Regions from separate parts of the Mus musculus genome. Here all the other regions are linked to region 3. The links are chromatin contacts, called in public Hi-C and HiChIP or PLAC-seq maps. All regions are on one chromosome and are shown on one strand. The core of a region is the stretch at or near the end of the contact, and the rest is flanking DNA. Distances in the headings are between cores, read along the strand shown.

What was found. A called contact is a pair of places that touch in the nucleus more often than the background predicts. HiChIP or PLAC-seq counts read pairs in DNA pulled down with a chosen protein or histone mark.
Region 1: a contact with region 3 is called in an H3K27ac HiChIP or PLAC-seq map of stem cell-derived neural progenitor cells, with 5 times the contacts expected there. The contact joins two enhancer-like sites. A contact is called at or near these places in 2 of 484 Hi-C or Micro-C datasets (muscle stem cells and uterus), 3 of 115 datasets of contacts at active chromatin or transcription factors (embryonic stem cells, fibro-adipogenic progenitors and stem cell-derived neural progenitor cells) and 1 of 9 other capture datasets (embryonic stem cells).
Region 2: a Hi-C map of uterus shows a contact between it and region 3, with 4 times the contacts expected there. The contact joins two enhancer-like sites. A contact is called at or near these places in 1 of 15 datasets of contacts at CTCF or cohesin (large pre-B cells), 7 of 484 Hi-C or Micro-C datasets (B cells, the HL-1 cell line, cortical glia and 4 more) and 2 of 115 datasets of contacts at active chromatin or transcription factors (astrocytes and kidney).

What each region holds. Positions count from the first base shown.
Region 1 is chr4:105,458,935-105,461,634 of GRCm38.p6, forward strand. No RefSeq gene overlaps it. Among named protein-coding and RNA genes, the nearest start is that of Gm40217, 140 kb to the left of the region's middle. Within about 2 kb of position 1,282, at least 15 of the 459 cell types and tissues checked have an H3K27ac peak or open chromatin away from gene starts, as enhancers often do. A contact at or near this core is called in stem cell-derived neural progenitor cells, where this site is marked.
Region 2 is chr4:105,327,764-105,330,463 of GRCm38.p6, forward strand. No RefSeq gene overlaps it. Among named protein-coding and RNA genes, the nearest start is that of Gm40217, 10 kb to the left of the region's middle. Within about 2 kb of position 1,263, at least 53 of the 459 cell types and tissues checked have an H3K27ac peak or open chromatin away from gene starts, as enhancers often do. A contact at or near this core is called in uterus, where this site is marked.
Region 3 is chr4:106,231,260-106,233,959 of GRCm38.p6, forward strand. No RefSeq gene overlaps it. Among named protein-coding and RNA genes, the nearest start is that of Gm12724, 4.5 kb to the right of the region's middle. Within about 2 kb of position 1,407, at least 86 of the 459 cell types and tissues checked have an H3K27ac peak or open chromatin away from gene starts, as enhancers often do. A contact at or near this core is called in stem cell-derived neural progenitor cells and uterus, where this site is marked.

The DNA of each region.
Region 1 (2,700 bases), core at 32-2,531, 770 kb before region 3:
CCATGACTAGCTGAGAAGAATAAGTTGATAGCATTTAAGAATATAGATGGGAAGGGACAGGCTCAGATGCAGAGAAACCTCATGGAAAGCAATTCCCATGGGTCAAGATAAAGACAATGGCCCTTTGAGTTATCGTATCGACAGAGAGATGGACAGGGAGAAAAGTTGTGGAGAGATGACTGAAGCTGAGCCTATACTCAGTTTCACAAGACTGACCTGTTTTGTTGCTGCCTCCTTAATTAGGGCAACGGTCCTAATCAATCACTGACCCTGACCCTGACCCTGCAGGAGATACTCTTGGAGGAGACAGAGATTTGTTGAAGTAAGATTGTTGCTAAAAAACTGGGTGGCGCCGATGTATGCTTTTAATCCCAGCACTCAGGAGGCAAAGGCAGATGGGGCTCTGAATCTGAGGACAGCCTGGTCTACATGATGAGTTATAGGACAGAAAAAAAACTCTCATGAACCTTCCCAAAGATTGTTGGGGAATAAGCTTTGTACTTTTAGGAGATTCTTCCGCATAGCCTAGTTGAGAATGATCATCCCAGTGTGAACTCTCCAGGCTTTGGCTCTGGACTGGAAGAGATCTGACCGTTTACTGTGTAACAACTTCTGTAGCGATGAGAACATTTCATCCTACAGAAAGCCCCTTAAACAGAGAGATTAAAAAAAAAAAAACCTGAAATAGCTTCAAGTCCCTAAAACTGACCAGATACTCTAGGCCCCTCTGGGATAGAGTAAATAATAAAAACTACAAAACAAACAAATAAGCAAACAAAACAATCTAAACAACCAACTGGGAAAAAAAACCCACCATCACCCAAACAAAAACAAAACAAAACAAAAACCCCAAACCAAAACAACAAACAAATAAACAAAACAAACGAACAAAAGCAAAAACTAGAGTTTGACTCTAAAGATTCCCAGACAAACCAAGCTCTGAGACCAGACCAACTAGCTAAAAGAAACCAAAACCAGCCAAGCTGCCTAAAAGAGGTTCAGCTCAACTAAGCTTCTTTTAAAAAGATACTTTCCACCCTGTTAGGCTGCCTGCAGGTTGTGCAGTGTGTTCCAGAGGCTGGGATAGGCTTTGGTGAGACAGCTGTCTTCAAGCCATCCTTCCCCAGTAAGTTAAACCGCATCCACATTACTGTAAGTGGCCTCAATAAAACTCACTGGCTCACCAAGTTGGCCTCTTGTGATATCTGTACTTTGCTCTGTTGTGGACTCCCTATCTGGGGATGTGTACACTTCTTCTCCCCAGGTAAAGTGTGGTTGTGCAACATCATCATTGACATTCAAACGCTGGACAGGAGATTTGCATAGATATGCGGATGAATGGTTGGGTGTAGTGAGCTAATAGATGCTTGGAACAAGTTGTCTCTGCTTAGAACATTTAAGTAAGTTATTTGCCAGACTGGTGTCTTATAATTTTAGATTCTGAGTACAAACTGGGCTGGCCACAGGTGAACCATCTATGTATACTAGGCCATCCATCCTACCCTTTTGTCTTTGTAAACCCTTCCTCCAGTCAGGCTCTCACTCCATTCTTTGCAAGGCTCCCCACCCCCCACCAGACAGCCCATGGATTTCTGCATTGTTAAACCCAAGGTTAATGGTCTGTCTGCATTTCTTTGGTCCATGTGTTGACACAGTGGATCCTTTCTTTTGGCCTTTCACCATCCTCCCTTGGCTTTCTTCCCAGTTCACTGGTTACTTTTCTTTTGTGTTAGTTGCTCACAAACTTCTGATTTCTTAAAATTGAACCCGCCTGGGTTCAGCTCCAGTTCCCCATCGACCTTGTTTCCACCCCCTTTGATGTTCTCATCTAGTCTTATGGGCTGAAATGCTGTGGGCATGCTGACAAGTCCTCAATGTCTGTTCCTGCCTCTCCTGTATCTCTTTGGTGAACTTTGGTGTCTTCTTTCTAATTGCCAGTGTCACATCTCTCAGATACTGAAACAACCCCCAACCTTACTTTTCCACAACAGAATTCCCCTGATCCCAGACAAGATCTGTTTTTCTTAGTCTTCCCCATTTAAATCAACAACAATTCCTTTCATCAAATTACTCAGCCCTGTAAATGAGCTGCCTGTCCTGCATCTTCGCTTTTTATTGCACTCTGCATTTAACCTGTCAATTGATTTCAAATTATATCCTAACTCCTCTGCCTCTCATCCCACAAGCGCTGCAGCCCAGCCTAAGCCACCTTGCACTGTTGTGTGTACTGACGATTGTCTGATTGTCTGGGTATTCCTTCTTTCCCCTTTCCACTTTCTCAACACAGAACACTTGGAGACATGTGCTGCTCGATCCCATCTGATCAACTCTCTAATAGATTCTCATCTCTCAAAGCGAGGAGACCAGTTATCACAGTGACCTCACCCCCTGTCTCATCTGCTACCACCACATCTTCACTTATGCTCTGACACTTGTCACAGACTTGATCCTAAAATGTACCACTCTGAGTATCTTAGTCACTCATGGCTGCTGCATCAAAGTGCCATAGACTGGCTGGCTTCTAAAGACTATTCATTCATTGCTCAAAGTTTTTGAACCTAGGTGACATACAGGCAGGGCTGGCAGCATGATCTGATTCTTGTGGAGAACCGTCTTTCAAGTTGCAGTCAGCCAGTTGCTTCTTGTAGTCTTATATGTACCAAGAGAGCACTCTGATATGCCTTGTAGATGGTCATCAAT
Region 2 (2,700 bases), core at 13-2,512, 900 kb before region 3:
GCTACCAGCAAAATCCTGACTAGATATAAATATATGGCATGGGGCATAAATCACCACTGGTCATTTAGTAATTTTTATTCATTTCCCAATAATGTCTTGGGAGCTCATTAGGTGAGGAATCCCATCTATGGCCTCACCGCCTTGAATGTGTCTCCTAATGAGGGTCTCGAGGCAATTAGAAGAAGAGTAACTTCCTCATTGGTGGAAGAGTGAGCTGAAAAAATTAATGAATCCCAATTTAAAATCCTGGTCTGATGAATTAATAAAGAGTTATAAGAACAATTTTTAATAGAAAAATATAATGGAAATTGTGCTTTTTCTGTCTCAGATAAAGCTGCAGACACAGACTGAACTGTTTTGGCTGGCATTTTATCAGCTCAAGACTAGTAACACTGCCTGTCTCTTTATCTTCATGAGCTCCGATTAACCAGTAACTACCAGTTCACAGAACTTCTCAGAAGTTCTGGGGATTGAATCTAAGGCATCAGCAAGCAATCTGCCACAGACACAGAACATTCTTAGCCCAGTTCATTGAACTTCAGTAATCAGGTCTCGGGCAATTACCACTGTGGGACTGGCAGTGAGCTGTGCTCTGGGGATGTAGAGACAAAACAAAACAAAACACCACCCTTATTATTTCAAGAAACTTGCCATCTCAGAAAGGGTGGCCTATCCGAATAAGTGTTTTAGAGCATTTCCTTTTAGATTAGAATGAAACGGTTTCATTGTGGACCACTCTAAGAAAGAGGAGTAGCCACTCAACCTTCAGAGGCTAGAACTGTTGGAGACACTCAGGGTGGGCCTCCTGGAAGATGACTGAGGCTGGGGAAGGCCTTGGCATAAGGAAAGCTCTTCCCAATGCAGTGAGGGGGCTGTCTTAGACCTGGGTCCTGGAGGAAGCAGGAAGCCTGGGAGGCCAACAAGAAGGAGATGGGAAACCTGACCCAGCTGCGAGGAAGATGGAGAGATTATTGGGAAGAGAAAAAAAACTATGTCGGGTTGCTGAAGAATATTAAAAACACAGTAACTTTGACTTAAGAAACGGGCGCTGCTAGATAAACCTCTTCTCTGGCCAGTCTCTTGGAAAGGACTCTGAAGGCACAGCTAACCAAACAACCATTGCTCCTGGCAAGGGCTTTCCACCAGGTGAATGGTTTGCCATATTTCCGATTCCAGGAACTGGCTGCAATAACACTTATGCAATGATAGAGTGCACAGGGCCCGCCTCCAGGCGCCTGGCTGCGGGAGAACTTGGCAAGCCTGGGCTCCTCTGCTGCTGAGTGGAAAGTCCAGCTTTCCTGCTTTGCCCGAACTTCCCTTGGATGGCGGGCTTTAGGGGAAGTCAGAGAAGGCTGTGTGGGCCGAGCCTGAGCTTTGGCAGGGAAGACCAGGAGGGTATGCAAGACGAGAGAGGATCATCCTTTAAACTTATTATGTATTAGTATTAGCAGCAGCAGCACTAGCAGCAGTAGTATTAGCATTAGATAAGCAGGACACATAGTATTTGTGAAAGTTCAGTTGCCTTCTGAAGGCTATGGACAGAGTGAGGACTTGGGAGCTAAAACAGTCTTCACAAAGACCTTAGGGAGGTCACCCAACATCTCCAACCCTCTGTGTCCTTGTGTGCACACTGGGAACCACACCTTACCAGTCTACGAGGCATAATGAACGACAGCAGCTAGGACCTTCCTCAGCATCGCAGTAAATGTTAGTTGGTGGCTAAAAGCAACACAGCTCTTTAATAACTGTCAAGTGGTTGGGGACAAAGGAAGGCAGAAGGCCATCCATCCTCTCAAAGGACAAGTAAGGAGTGCATCTGCTTCAACAAAGGCACACACACTTGATAGGCTAGGATGAGTCTTAGTTTCTGAATAGTTGCAGACCAAGTGTATGCGAATCAGCTCATTCTCAGAATAGGGGACTTTCCAATCCAAGGTATCCCGGTGGCTTAATGTGAGCTTGTTGCTGCTACTGCGTCTAATTCAGTGCTATTGCCTCGCCAAGAGCTCCTGTGAGGGAAAGAGATGCTTCATCTGTGTTCCTTCAGAACCTTTGGGCATCTTCCTTTTTTTTTTTTTTTTTTTTACAAAATCTGTTCATAACAGATTAGCCATGTCTATTCAGAACTGGAAGCAGCATAAATCACCACTGATAGACAGGAGAATAAATACTGTTCGGTATTATTTCATAACACTACCTCAGTACTAAATGGCATAAATTCTCAATTTCATGCAGTAAGAAAGAATAAAAAAAATCATAGATACGCTTTTAACTACCAAAAATTATTGAGGAAAATGAGACAGAAGATAAATTCAGTTTATAGATAGTCAAGGTCTGAAAGCCAAAGCTATGGTAACTAAAAATCCAGGTTGATGGCTAGCTGAGCCCTGAGTGCTGAAGGCAGAAACTTACGAGATGTTGTCAGTGATTCTGGGAGCATTTTGAAATTGAATGACATTGTAATTCTGGGTTCCAGCATGACATGATGGGGTATGTCTGTAAACCTAGAATGTGGGAAGCTGAGACAGGAGAATTTCCAGTTGGAGACAAATCTGGGCTATAGTCCAAACTGTGTGAAACATAAGAAAAGCTGGTTAGGAAAGGAAGGTCTTAACACTCACCAGATCATTTGTTTAAAATCTGTTCATTTTAATTTATGCAAACTGTTACCTCAGTGATGTGTGTTTCAATGCAATTCAA
Region 3 (2,700 bases), core at 157-2,656:
GGGTGTGTGCATGTGTGTGTGTGTCTGTGTTTGAATGTGTGTTTGTGTGTGTGTTTGAGTGTGTACATGAGGGTGAATGGGTGAGTGGGGGGGTGCATGTGTGTGAGTGTGTACCTGTGTGTGAGTGTGTGCATGTTGGGTGAATGTGTGTGTGTAGGCTTATGTGAATGTGTAGGCATGTGTGCATGTGTGTAGATGTGTGTGCATTGTGTAAGTGTGTGCCTGTGTGTGAGTGTGTGCCTGTGTGTGTAGGTGTGTGTGCATGTGGGTAAGTGTGTGCTTATATGTGAGTGTGTACATGTGTGAATGTGTGTATGTGGAGCCAGAGAGCTCAACAGTAGGTATATTCTATCACCATAAAATCTTTTTAATTGAAAATGTTTCATACAATGTATTTTCCCACATTCCAACTCCTTACAGATACCCACCTCCCTACCCACCTACCTTCATGTTCTTTCTCTCTCAAAACAAAACAAACAAACCCACACAAAAATCACAGAGTTCATTTTGTGTTGGCCAACTTCTCCTGAGCGTGGGGCTTGCCCTGAACTGTGGTTGATGTGTCCCTCCACTGGAGAGAACCAATCTGTCTTCCCCCATCACTTACCCCTTGCAAACAGCTTCTTGGCCAGTCGTGGTGCTTTGTGCCCACTTCTCCTTCCTTAGGCTGGGATTTTGTCTGGGTCGAACATGTGAGGGTCTTGTGCGTGCTGGCACAGTCTCCATGGGTTCATATGCTCATCGACTGTGCCATTTCTGGACAATGCTATTACCCTGGAGTCTCCATTCCACCTTATTTTTTCAGGCAGGGTCTCCCTTTGAACCAGGAGCTCTAATTTTGGTTAGGCTGCCAGGCCAGAGAACACCCTTCCCTCCAGCTCCTGCGTCAGCCCTCACGAGATGCTGGGATTACAGCTGCCTGCCCTCATGCCTGATTTTTGGGTGACTTTGGGGTTCTGAATTTAGGTCCTCATGCTTATGAAGTAGGCACTCTAACCACTGAGCCATCCTGCTGGCCCCATTTCATATTCTAAACATGAAAAGTGTGTGTGTGTGTGTGTGTGTGTGTGTGTGCATGTGATGTGCCTGTGTCACTGGTTCAAGGTGTAAAACATTTTTTCTCACTGTAGGCTACAGTAAAAAGTGTTTGAAGTTGGTAACTTGGCAAGTGTTAGCTTAAGACCTCATCCCCGAAGCCTGCAGGCTGCCAGTGGGTCTCCAAGACACAAATAAATGGATCCCTTCAAGGGCTGAAATCAACAGAGCTTCTTGCTCCTCTCCTCACAGCTGAGTGTGGCTAGGGCCCAGAAGAAAACTGGCACTGTTTGTCTAGGGGGTGTACTGAGAACAAAGAGGCAGTTTGTCCCAGGGCCTGCCGATCCGGCCTCCTTCACAGGCACTAAATTCATTCAGTATCACTGCCCTGCAGGCTGCCCCGCTGGCCTGGTGGGCCTGCCAGCCTCTTCCACAAGGAGTTAGTGTCAGATCTGGGCAGCTCTCTCTGCCTGATGCAACGGACATTCAGCTAGCCTGTGAGAATCGGAAACAGAGGCCCCTGTCACTTGAAAGATAACATCCTCCTCCACGCTCCACGAGGAGGACCCAGGAAGTCAACAGCTCTCCAGATGTGAGGCAGTGTGAGAAGGGCGCTGGTGTTCCGCCTCTCTCCCTCCCAATCTCTTCCCCTCATCTCTTGTTACTAAATGGAGTCTCTGGCTTTCCCAGAGTCCACTTCCTCTAAGCCATGTGAGGGAAAGAAGGGAAGGCGAACTATTATGTTAAGAGTTCCAAGTCAATCAGGCTTCTGGGGTGAGTGCTTACCTGCTGAGCTATCTCACTGTCTTCCCCAGATCCCCGTTTCAGTGCAGATAAGGAAAATGAGACATAGGAAAATCCCCCACTCAAGCCTGTCTGGCTCCAAGTTCAAAACCCACTAAGGCACTAAGGAGAGAGACAGTACATAAAACTTGAATAACTCTAGAACAGTCTTGGGCATGGGCAACACGGCCACTAGTGTGTCACAGGATGAGAACCAAGAGGCAGTTGAATAGGAATGCAGGCAGTATGAGTCTGAGCTGAAGGGCAGTGATGGGGTCACCGGTAAGAGCACCTCTTTATGTCATGCAGATCCAGGTACCATCGCCGTAGAAATGGACTTTACTTGGTAGAGGAAGTTTAGTTGCATAGCAACACTTGAGCTGAAGTAGCTCCCGTAACACACACACAGTCAGTCTACCCCCACTCAACCTCTCATTAGAGTGCTTCCTTTGTTGGCTGAATCAGTGTAGACACAATGCCATCACCCAAACTCTGGAGCACACATGAGGACTCATTCTTCATAACGTACGTACACTTAGGTGTGGCAAGTATAGTAAGCTGTGGCTACCATTGTAGCGATACATGAGATTGTTTCCCTGCCCTAAAAAATGCCTTTTGGTTCCTCTATTCATCTTTTCTTCTCTTCCTATATCCCAATCCCTAGAAGCCGTTTTTCTTCTGTCTTCATGGTTTTCTCTTCTCCAAAGAGTCCATAGCATTGGGCTCAGGTATCACATAGTCTTCATGGATTACCCACACCCCATATGTTAACCTTTATAAAAATATATGCAGGGCTGGTGATGTGGTTCAGCAGATAAAGGCACTTGCCACTAAGACCGACAAACTGTGTTCAATCCCCAGGACCCACTTGGTGGAAGGATG